Regions from separate parts of the Gossypium hirsutum genome. Here regions 1, 3 and 4 are each linked to region 2. Evidence: chromatin contacts called from public Hi-C data. All regions are on one chromosome and are shown on one strand. Each heading gives the region's core, a stretch centred on a gene start, on an enhancer-like site or on the middle of the called end of the contact. The rest is flanking DNA. Distances are from core to core; before and after follow the strand shown.

The links. Hi-C and Micro-C count contacts between places; a contact is called where the count stands out from the background.
Region 1: a Hi-C map of leaf shows a contact between it and region 2, with 5 times the contacts expected there. The contact joins the promoter of LOC107915116 here to the promoter of LOC107915120 in region 2. A contact is called at or near these places in 18 of 34 Hi-C or Micro-C datasets (anther, callus, fibers and 5 more).
Region 3: a contact with region 2 is called in a Hi-C map of leaf, with 2.4 times the contacts expected there. The contact joins the promoter of LOC107915118 here to the promoter of LOC107915120 in region 2. A contact is called at or near these places in 2 of 34 Hi-C or Micro-C datasets (both in leaf).
Region 4: a contact with region 2 is called in a Hi-C map of leaf, with 3 times the contacts expected there. The contact joins the promoter of LOC107896984 here to the promoter of LOC107915120 in region 2. A contact is called at or near these places in 15 of 34 Hi-C or Micro-C datasets (anther, callus, fibers and 3 more).

What each region holds. Positions count from the first base shown.
Region 1 is chrA10:72,044,891-72,047,596 of Gossypium_hirsutum_v2.1, reverse strand. It overlaps LOC107915116 (methylenetetrahydrofolate reductase 2), which reads left to right and starts at 1,308. Exons shown (of 12, transcript XM_016844257.2): 1 at 1,308-1,556; 2 at 1,965-2,406; 3 at 2,483-2,543; 4 at 2,624-2,706. The coding sequence starts at 2,008. It also overlaps the pseudogene LOC107915114.
Region 2 is chrA10:71,826,028-71,828,727 of Gossypium_hirsutum_v2.1, reverse strand. LOC107915120 (Werner Syndrome-like exonuclease) reads right to left here and starts at 1,297. Exons shown (of 6, transcript XM_016844260.2): 1 at 889-1,297; 2 at 626-805. The coding sequence starts at 1,123.
Region 3 is chrA10:72,011,060-72,013,759 of Gossypium_hirsutum_v2.1, reverse strand. It overlaps LOC107915118 (UDP-glucuronate 4-epimerase 6), which reads right to left and starts at 1,275. Exons shown (of 1, transcript XM_016844258.2): 1 at 1-1,275. The coding sequence starts at 968.
Region 4 is chrA10:71,669,139-71,671,838 of Gossypium_hirsutum_v2.1, reverse strand. LOC107896984 (receptor-like protein 7) reads left to right here and starts at 1,399. Exons shown (of 2, transcript XM_016822309.2): 1 at 1,399-2,700. The coding sequence starts at 1,399.

The sequences.
Region 1 (2,706 bases), core at 59-2,558, 220 kb before region 2:
TGCCAATGAAAGACCTAGTGGCGGCCCTCGAGCTTATGGTGGTAATGGTGGTTTCCGTGGTAGTGATAGTTTCGGTAGGGATGCTGGTTACTAGGTTCTCGCATCAAAATCTTTCCATAATCATGTTCCTAGAGCTAGTAGATTTGATGATACAGTTATTTATATTCGAATTATATGCTAAAAACTTATGCAACTAGTTTTCTCTAGTTAGAGGTTGATTAATTAATTGTGATTTTTTCCTTGAGTTATCAAGGTTTTTTTTAATTAATAACTTTTTATTTATAAAATCAATTAAATATTGCCAAAATATTTTTAGTAAATATAATTTTCATGTGTAATATTTTTTTTCAATCTATATCATGAGTGTAGTAAATTTTAGTATTATATATTTTTGTATTTGTATTTGAAATATTTCATAAATAAACATAGTGATGTTTGAAAAAATTATTTTATAATATTAGAAATTAACCTTCCCACATTATAGGAGGAAGAAACAAATATTTTTGATATATAAATATTATATGTATAAAAAATATATCAAAAAAATTAGTTGATGTTTTTTACAAAATAAAATATATTTAACATTTTGATAAAATATCAAATTTATAAAAAAAATACTTTTATTATACAATTGGTAATAATTATTTAATTTTATAAATAAAAAAATATTAATTTAAAAAATAAATTAAAATAAAAATTTGAAAATAATATTAATTAAAAATATTAAATAAAAAATTTAAAACGATATAAAATAAAAAATACAAATGTGAATCAAATCTAAAATCACTATTAATTAATTATTTAACCAAAAAAAAGCTTGAGGAAGAAAATATTAAAAACAAAATCACCAAAAGAAGTGATGTGTTAAAAAGTTAAAAATGCATTCTACAAAATACGTTTCAGTTCTCTCCACAAAATCAATCTATTTTCTTAAAAATGGTATTTATTTTTATTAAAATCGGCCATAAAAAGAGTAAGGAAAAAGGTCAAAAGCTGATTCAGTGTACGAACTAAAAAGAGGGATGAAACTAAAACAATAAAATAATAGTGAGTTTTGGTAAGAAAAGGAAAATACAACCGCCAATTTTGTGATTCATTTCAAGCTGACGCCACCAACATGTCGGCATCGCTGTTTGTGGTTGGTAAGCAATATATACGACAACCGTATTTGTATCTTATGGTCTAATTTCCTCTCACTCCCTCTACTTTTTTAAATTTAAAAAATTTAATCTCCCATTTAGAAATCAAAGTTGACTTGATAACACTTTAGTTAAATCTGAATTGATTATATATTTTCAAATTAAAGAGATTGGTTTTGCTAAATTAAAAAAAAGTGCAAAAGGGCAGGGGCATAAGAATTAAACCGTATGGTATTGACCTTTAATGGGTAAATACTGAATTGAGAGTGGGATAAGGCCATTGGGTTGTTGAGTGGGCAACAACGTCATTTCAAAAGACACCAACCCCCATCCGTTCCCTTCCTCTCTCAAATACAAATACTCCCATTGCAATGCCTCCACCTCCCATCTCTCTCTTAACCAACCACAAACCCATTTGTGAGTCTCTTTTTCCTATTTTTCTGGGATATTTTTGTGTTTCCATGAATTTGGGACAATGTACTACTACAAATGTTAGATTTGGACTTTCAGTCTTTGTTTAGTGCCTTGTTGATTCTTCACAATGTATTTCTTAACAGTAGCCGCTTAAATTTTAGCTCATCTGATCTATGACTTTTAGTTTATCATTCATGCTTTATCCTATACGATTTACTTAGAAAGGATTGATTTCAAGATTGCCCATTTTTATCTTCTTCTATGATGTTCAAATTGATCGTTTTTGCTCTGAACCATCGGTTATTCTTTTAGATTCAGATTCGGTCTTGGGTTTGTTTTGTTGCGACTTCCTGTTGTTCTTTTCTTGTTTTATCTCTCCAAACACCTCAGTTTCATATTGAATTCTTGCAGAAGTTGGTGTTGGTGACACCGAGAGTTCAAGATCCAATTAAAGATGAAGGTGATAGAGAAGATCCAATCTTTGCAAGAAGGGAAAGTGGTGTTTTCCTTTGAGTTCTTCCCTCCAAAGACTGAGGATGGAGTAGACAACCTATTCGAGAGAATGGATCGTATGGTTGCTCATAACCCGTCCTTCTGTGACATTACATGGGGTGCAGGTGGTTCCACTGCTGATCTCACCCTCGACATTGCTAACAAGATGCAGAATATCATCTGTGTGGAGACGATGATGCACCTCACTTGCACCAATATGCCCGTAGAGAAGATTGACCATGCTCTTCAGACCATCAAGTCCAACGGTATTCAGAATGTTCTCGCCCTCCGAGGTGATCCCCCTCACGGCCAGGATAAGTTTGTCCAGGTCGAAGGCGGCTTCTCCTGTGCCCTTGATCTGGTAAAGCCATTGCTCATTCTGCCCTGTTTTTATTTCTTAATGTACATATGTTACTAACTTTTAATTCCTATTCTAGGTGAAACATATCAGATCTAAATATGGTGACTACTTTGGCATCACAGTTGCCGGTTATCCAGGTGCTTTTCATAGACATATATACATATATAAGAGGCTTGTTCATGTGGCTTTTGATTAATAGTTTGCTTTCTTTGCTCAGAGGCACATCCCGATGCCATAGGAAATGACGGTGTAGCCACACCTGAAGCTTATCAGAATGAACTTGCCTACTTAAAGAGAAAG
Region 2 (2,700 bases), core at 48-2,547:
GCAACAGCAACTTATGAAACATGGATTAAAGAGCTATATTGCTTTGACTCTTCATTTTACTAAAGTACCTGTATTCAACGCATAGTTGGACAGGAGTATAGGGATATGACCATTCGAGGATCTCCAAATACATTAAAAACATAGGAAAAAATTGAATATTTCTGTGTTGGGAACTTCCCCATATCCGGCACTCACACCTAAGGCCGAGTAATATAGGTAAAGAGTGCTTACTTTCTGCTTTAAAAGAAATTATAGCAATGCTGCTTTATGGAAGAAAGGAAGAGGACAACACCAAACACGAGATATATATTTTGTTTTAAAATATGGCATATCAGAACCACTAAACATAAAAAAAATAATTAAATTAAATTAAAACCTACAAAAAAAACACAATGCCAATTCTAGCATAAGTATTCTATCTAGAAATCATGCAATGTGAAAAAAATTCCAACTTTAAGTCTCAATTCTTTAAAATAATGATCAAATATACCTTAGAGAGGTTTCATATTAACTTAAGAGATTTTCACATTTATTTGTTTTCACACTTTTTTTCTTTCTTAGGAAATAAAGAGAAAGGATTATATGAAATGAATGTAACAAGACAAGGAGGGTAAAGGAAGCAAACCTTTTTGGAAAGAGGGCTTCCACTCAATATCAAACCCTAAAGCAACTTGACCCATTTCTTTCTTCTTAATTTCAACAATTTTTAATAGCTCCATTGCAGCATTTTCTACCTCATCTTCCGTAAAGCTATACAAAATATGACCTCCAAATCTCAACGGCGGATATCTAAGCCTTGTATTAGCTGCCAATCAGAAAAATCAAAGGGTTTACTATTAGTGCATTTATTTTAATTACAAAATGGGTAAAGTAAGGGATAGCAAATACATTGACAACGAGCGAAGGAAGACGGAAAAGAAGGCGGGGGTGAGAGAATAGAATGGGGCAATTGGCGGCTGGTTTTGAGGTTATCTTGATGATGGACGGCGGAATTGCGTTTCTTGCGAGAAGATGGAGGAGGAGTAGGAGGAGTGGCTTCAATGGCATCCATTAATCGGATCACGTCTTCAGTGAAATGGTCGTCCCAATCCAAACTGAAACTATTGTAGTCTTTGAATTCCATTTCTACATCTGAAATGGAAGTGAGGGGCGGAATTGGAGGGGAAGAGAGCTTAGAATTCTGGATTTGGTTGAACCAGTTTGGGCTTTTAATGGCTAAAAACGTTCAAATTTTGATCATGGCGTCTGGTAGAGTAATGGGCCGATTTTCAAAAAGTTTTTGCAAGGATTTGAGCCCATCCCAGTCCAATTCGCACAAAATACTTTCTAATATTTTAATTTAATTCAGGCCTGCCCGACCCCTGAAACTTTTTGTCAATCCCCATCAACATCGTTAGCCTCGGGTCAACCTTGAATTTTGACTAGTTTTTGAAAACTTTCTCCAAAATTTCTCTAATAAGAAATAAAATTTTATATTTTCTCCAAAATTTGTTTAATAAATTGAAAAAATCAAGTGAAAAAGAATATAATTTTGAAAAGATAAATACTAAATCTAAATTATAAAATTTATTTAATATATTATATTTTGTTAAATAAAAATAATAGTGATAATTTTAATTACATAAAATTGAGTTATAACATGAAAAGAAGTTTAAAAGCATAAAATAGATATTAATTTTATCTTCTGAATATAAAAATATTTAATTTAGAAAAACTTTTACACACTCTTAATTCTACTTAACAGTATATCTTATGCCATATGTTGTTCCCAGCATTAAAATTTAAAATATTTTAATAACTAAACATTTAGTATTTCTAATTTAGAGTTATAAAATGGAAAATAACCTAAGAACTAGAGTTTTTTTTTATATTTTAATATAAAAAATATTTTTACAGACCCCTAATTCTGCTTAACCGATCTTCTACCAAATTTTAATCCTAATTTATATTAAAATTTAAATATTGTTATGAATATCTCATTAAGTGGATGTCCATCATCATGATTAAGATAAAGTTTTATGTACTTTAAATTCTAATAGCTATTAAAATTAGATCTCTACTTCTTTTATACTTCTTATGCCTATAAATAGAGACTCTAATGAAGTATTATAATCATCCATTTGATTAATAAAGTAAAATCTCTATTGCTTTCATATTTTATTTGTTCTTTATTCTCTCTATCTCTCTTTATTTTATAATATGTTATCAACATAACGATTCTCTATAATTTTTTTCAAAATCTTTCGAAGTCATCCCACAGATCAAATTATTTTTCACCTTAAACTTTCACATTTACAACTTCATCTTCAAGATGTTGAAAGATTCAATCTCAGAATGAATTATAATTTTTATTCTCGATCTTTGATTTATTGTACAAGCATCGTGTAATAGGTCAATTTTGACCTGGGCTTATAATAAATAAACCAATAATGTCCAAATTTTAAAATCCAAATTACAAAAATTAAAACCCAAACTACAACCCATATCAAAACCCAATACCTAACTTAAGCCATAAACCCAATTACCCAATACACATCAGCCCACTATCCTAAAACATTTTCAATCAAACCCTAGGAGCCGCCCTAGCCATTGCCCTCTCCCACGTGCTTCGTCGGCACGTCCAATGCCCGAAAGTCGGCTCCCCTGACACCGCTTGTACCAACATGGCAAGCTTCTGCACCATCGCTTCCGTCTAGGCCT
Region 3 (2,700 bases), core at 26-2,525, 190 kb before region 2:
GCCACCTCTTTCTGATTATGCGTCTTGTATATGTCAATCGACTTCCCTTGTAGGATGTCTTTAGTGAAGAAGAAATAAGCCATGTCGGGTCTTCCCCAAGGACCGTAAACCGTGAAGAATCTTAGCCCCGTAAGGGAAAGACCGTAGATATGGTTGTAAGTGTGGGCGATTTCTTCGCCGGCTTTCTTTGTGGCGGCGTAAAGGCTAGCCGGTTGGTCTGTCCGGTCGCGTTCGGAGAATGGGTTTTCGGTGTTGAGGCCGTAAACGGAGCTCGATGATGCCCAAACAATGGATGGCTGAGGATTGGCTGCTTTGGCTACTTCGAGCAAGTTAACAAAGCCTGCAATGTTGGAGCTGATGTACGACTGTGGGTTTTGCATGGCGTAACGTACGCCGGCCTGAGCCGCTAAGTGAAGGACGTGAGTGAAGGGCACAACGTCGAATAGCTTGGTCAGCAATGGCCCGTCGTTCAAGTCACCTTCGACGATGAAAACTTGGTGCTTACTCAAAAGGTTTTGCCTGGCTCTTTTCAAAGACGGATCGTAGTAGTTATTGAAGTTGTCTAAACCAAGAACCCCATCGCCTCGTTTCTTCAAAGCGAGGGAACAGTGGGAACCGACGAACCCAGCGGCGCCAGTGACCAAAACGGAGAACCCATTGGTTCTACGTGGCGTGGAAGAGAGTCGCACTTGTTTCTCCCAGGCGGCACCGCCCCCGGCGGAGAAAAGGGAAGTGGAAAGTAAGCTGTGGTGGTGGAGACGGTGGTGAGGAGGAACATGGTGGGGAGTATCGGAAAGAGGAGGGTAATTGATGGTGAAAAAAAGGATCAGAATCAAAGCAATGAGAAGGGTTGCACGAAAGAGAAGTTTAGAGGAAGCCGAGATGAGTTTGGTGCTGTGAATTTTTCGGAGATAATTGTTGTATCTCTCTAATTTCAAGGTTTTGCTGGTGTCCGGTGGTGTAGGCATTTTCTTTTCAACTAATTTTGGGGGTTTGCTTTTTTGCTTTGTTTACTACTGAAAGTGTTATTGGGTGTGATTGCTTTTCCCTTTTTCCTTTTCGGGAAGAGAGGAAAAAAAGGGCTCAATGTGTTGGAGAAGAGAGGTTGAGCCCTGAAGTTGAGAAGTGTGTAGATGGAAGATTATAAAGAGGGGAAGAGAATTGGAAGGAAAATAAATAAAATAAAGAGAAACGGAGGGGAAAGGTGGTGGCCATTGGTTGGACGCCACTTTTAGTTTTTATTTTTTATTTTTTATTAAAAATAATTCAACTTCAGATATGCCACTTTTGAATTCAATTTCTAATATAAATTTTTTTTATTTTATCAAAATAAAAAAAAATTGAATTTTGTACTACACATTTATATTTGTAGTCATTTGAAAAAACTCATTTCCACTTGAATCTACATAGAAATTACTACTAAATCAATAATTGACACTAAGACTTATGCTACATACTCTTTTTAATTAAAAAAATAAATAAATTAAAAATGGAACAACAAGGGTGATATTTTATTGAAATAAAAGATAGATAAAACTGAAATTGAAAGTGTCCAATTTGGAAATAGAACACAAAACAAAGAGTTTTTTGGCCAGCATAACTTTAGCTTACCTCACAAAAATTGACAAATGGAAAGCGAGCACTAAATGGCCCACAATTTCAGTGATAATTACAATGTGAATCAAATCAATGCATAGGAGATAGGGATATTTTTGCCAGCTATCTTCTTTAAAGTTAAAGAAAAAAGAACACTCCCCTCATGTGCCTTCTAAAGGCATAGCAACTGGCTTTGTCATGAATAAAGACTAAAACAATCATCTAATTAATTTTATGATACTCCCTCAAAAATTCATATAAACTACTTTAGAAATGATTGTTACACACAGCTATGAATTCAATATATGAAGTACAATAGCATATTACATTAAAATGTTCTCTGCTAAACGCAAAATTCTACTACTCAATTTTATTTCTAAAATCTGTTTCCTAGATTATTTAATAAATATCAATATTAAATTATTATTATTTTTTATTTCACATCTTTACCCTTGTTCTTTTTAAACATTTCATATTATTTTAAATAAAGTGTAAAATAAATTAAAATATTCTTGATTAAGTGATAAGTAGTTATGTTCTCTTGCCTTCACCTGAAAAGTGATAGAGTTTAAGTAAAAATATAGGCCCAAAAAATAGATTTGAGCTAAAAATAAGCCCCATTTAAAAAATGGGTCGAGCCTCGAGTAAGGTATTTTGTTCGACCCTAATTCACAAAAAGACAAAAAATTTGCTATTTTTTATTATTGTTTTAATGCTATTTTCTTATTGTTTTCTCCCTATTTTACTACAATTTCACTATTATGTTACTACTATTTAAGTATTAGTATTTTTTAAAATTTCTTTCCATCTGTTGGGAAATATTTATATATATTTAAAAATTATATAAAAAATTTAATACAGGCGGGCCGGGCCGGGCCGAGCCAGAGTTTTAGCATTTTTATCTGGGTCGGGATTAGGCAAAATGTTAGGCTTATTTTTTGGGCCAGGTTTGGGCCTAGCAAATGGGCCTAAAATTTTGGTTGGGCACGACTCGAACCCGACCCATGAACACCTCTAATGATAAGTAGTTACTTATCATTTCTTTTTGTCGAAAAATATTCTACCAGATGATTTTTATTATAAATTATCAAATGTGTGTAAAAA
Region 4 (2,700 bases), core at 150-2,649, 160 kb after region 2:
CAGCATAGACTAAGACTTAGAAAATACAATCACATCATGAAAGAAAAAGGTATGTCCCCTTTTGATGACTTTTATATGGCATTGGGATAACACTTGCTTTTGTGCAAGGTTAACAAATTACATTAATGATTTGTAAAGAAATTGAGTTTTAAAGCCTAAAAATGATTACATTATTGCTAATATCATATTCTTTAAATTGAGTCCTGTGAATATTTATGAATGTAATGCTATTTTAATTTAACAGAAAAAAAGGTATTATCATGTTATTACACACTACGTTTTCTAAAACTCTTCTAATTTTATACCACGTTGTGAATAAACCATTGAACATTGCAAAAGAACTGCTAATGATACGATATATTGGTGGATGAACGATAAATTTAGAAATTGATTTTAAAACCTACTAAATAAAAATGATTATACACTATACTCTTTAAATTTAATAGATGTTGAATGGAAGCATTTTTGTTATATTTGTAAATTCAATTTAACGCAAAAGCTTTGAACTTTCAAATTTAGATTTATTCTTTTTGGTGAAATTAGAAAAAGAAAATTATGTTTGAATTCTAAAATAGACATTTGGAGAACTTTACTTGAATACTCATCCCGACTTAAACAGAACTATTCCCAAATTAATTTTTTTTATAATTTTTTATTATTTTCTCTTTTACTAAAAAATTATAATTTTTAAATATATAATGTAAAAAATAAAAATAGTAAAAAAAATTGTTAATAATCACACAAAAAAGTTAGTTGTTGGGGTTGAAAAGTTTAGGTTTGTATAAACCCCACACTTTGATAAGAAAATTTTATGTGATTCAAACCTTATAATTAGTCACATATCAGTCCACCATACTATGCACTAGTGGTTGAGGTTCAAAAGTCTTTGCCCATTTTATACATTCTAATTTTGATATCAACTTTAAAGAATGCACACCCTAAAAACTAATTGATGAGTTTGAGAACCACATCTTACAACAAATCTCAATATAAAATCTATATTTTTCTTAGTGTGAGTCAAATCAAGCATAAATCACCAAGCTAAGAAGCCTCCATCCAAATTTAATTTTATTTTATATTTTTACTACCAAATATGTAAATCCCATACCTTGCCATTAGCAACTAATAATTTTTATTTTAATATAACCATAAATATTAGTGTTATAATTTTGTTTATTAATTAATGATGCAACTAATAAGATTCTTATTTTTGACGACTAAACTGTGGGGCAGAATATTGAAAACTTACTTGCATCATTCTTAAAGTTAAACAAAAATGCTTCACTTAATTTGAAATCAACATCCTTAGATGAAGCTTAATAGTATGTAATGTGAAGTTGTTTTCTATAAATGTGGTGCATATCAAATTCCGAATCTCCACACAATCTAAGACCAAACATGGAGAATCTTGGTATCCTAATGTCACTGTTTTTCCTCTTCTCCTTCTCCACTTCCCTTCACCCATCTTCTCATTCTAATCTCCAAAACCACTGCCTTGATGACCAGAGGTCTACTTTGCTACAATTGCAGCATCATCTCTACTATGCCCCAAACTTCACTTTCTCTTCCAAACTTGACCTCTGGGATCCCAATACCCGTTGTTGCTCTTGGAAAGGAGTTACATGTGATGCTCTTGGTCATGTCATTGGGATTGATCTCAGTTACCAAAACCTTTCAGGCAGCTTTCACTCCATTTTCAATCTCCATCATCTCCAACGCCTTAATCTTGCTGGAAACAATTTTAATACCACTTTGTTTCAGTATGGGTTTGGAAAACTCCCAAATTTAACTCATCTCAACCTCTCGGCCTCATGTTTTCATGACCAAATTCCGGTAGGGATTTTATACTTAACAAGGTTAGTCTCTCTTAACCTATCTTATCAAGATGATTGCTATTGGAGAAATGATCAAAGTTTTGCTTCATTTGACCCTACTTTGAAACTAGAGAAACCAAACTTCAAGACATTCATAAAGAACATGAGGTCTCTCAGAGAGTTGTATTTGGATGGAGTGAATATTTCAAGTCAAAGTAGTGAATGGTGTGAAACCACATCGTTGTCACTTCCCAAGCTGAGTGTTTTAAGCATGTCAGGCTGTGGTTTGACCGGTCCATTTTGTTCATCACTCTTAAACCTTCGTTATCTTTCTAAACTTAACCTTGATTCTAACCCAATCTCTTATTTGCCTCCCAAGTTCTCGAAAATTTCCTCTCCATTGGTTTCTCTTCGTTTAGTAGATTGCAATTTGAGTGGGCATTTTCCAGCAGAATTTTTCTTATTGCCCAAAATGCAAAGAATTGATATTTCAGACAACTCTCGTCTCATGGGCCAATTGCCAGAATTTCCAATTAACAACACTTTAGAGGTGTTGTCATTGCAATATACTAATTTTTCTGGATCCATTCCAGCATCAATTGCAAATCTCAGTAACCTTGTGGAATTGGATCTAAGTGATAACAATTTCAATGGTTCAATCCCTCCATTTCATAGATCTGGAGTTCCAAATCTTGCATCTCTTGATTTGTCATGGAACCACCTTTCTGGATCAATACCTTCTTCCTTATTTACTCTTTCAACATTGCAAACCCTCTCTCTTGGATACAACAGCTTTAGTGATTGCCAATTAAAGCTTGACATGTTTCTCCAACTCAGCAACTTAACGCGTCTCGACCTATCCAACATCAGCTTGTTAATTGGAAGC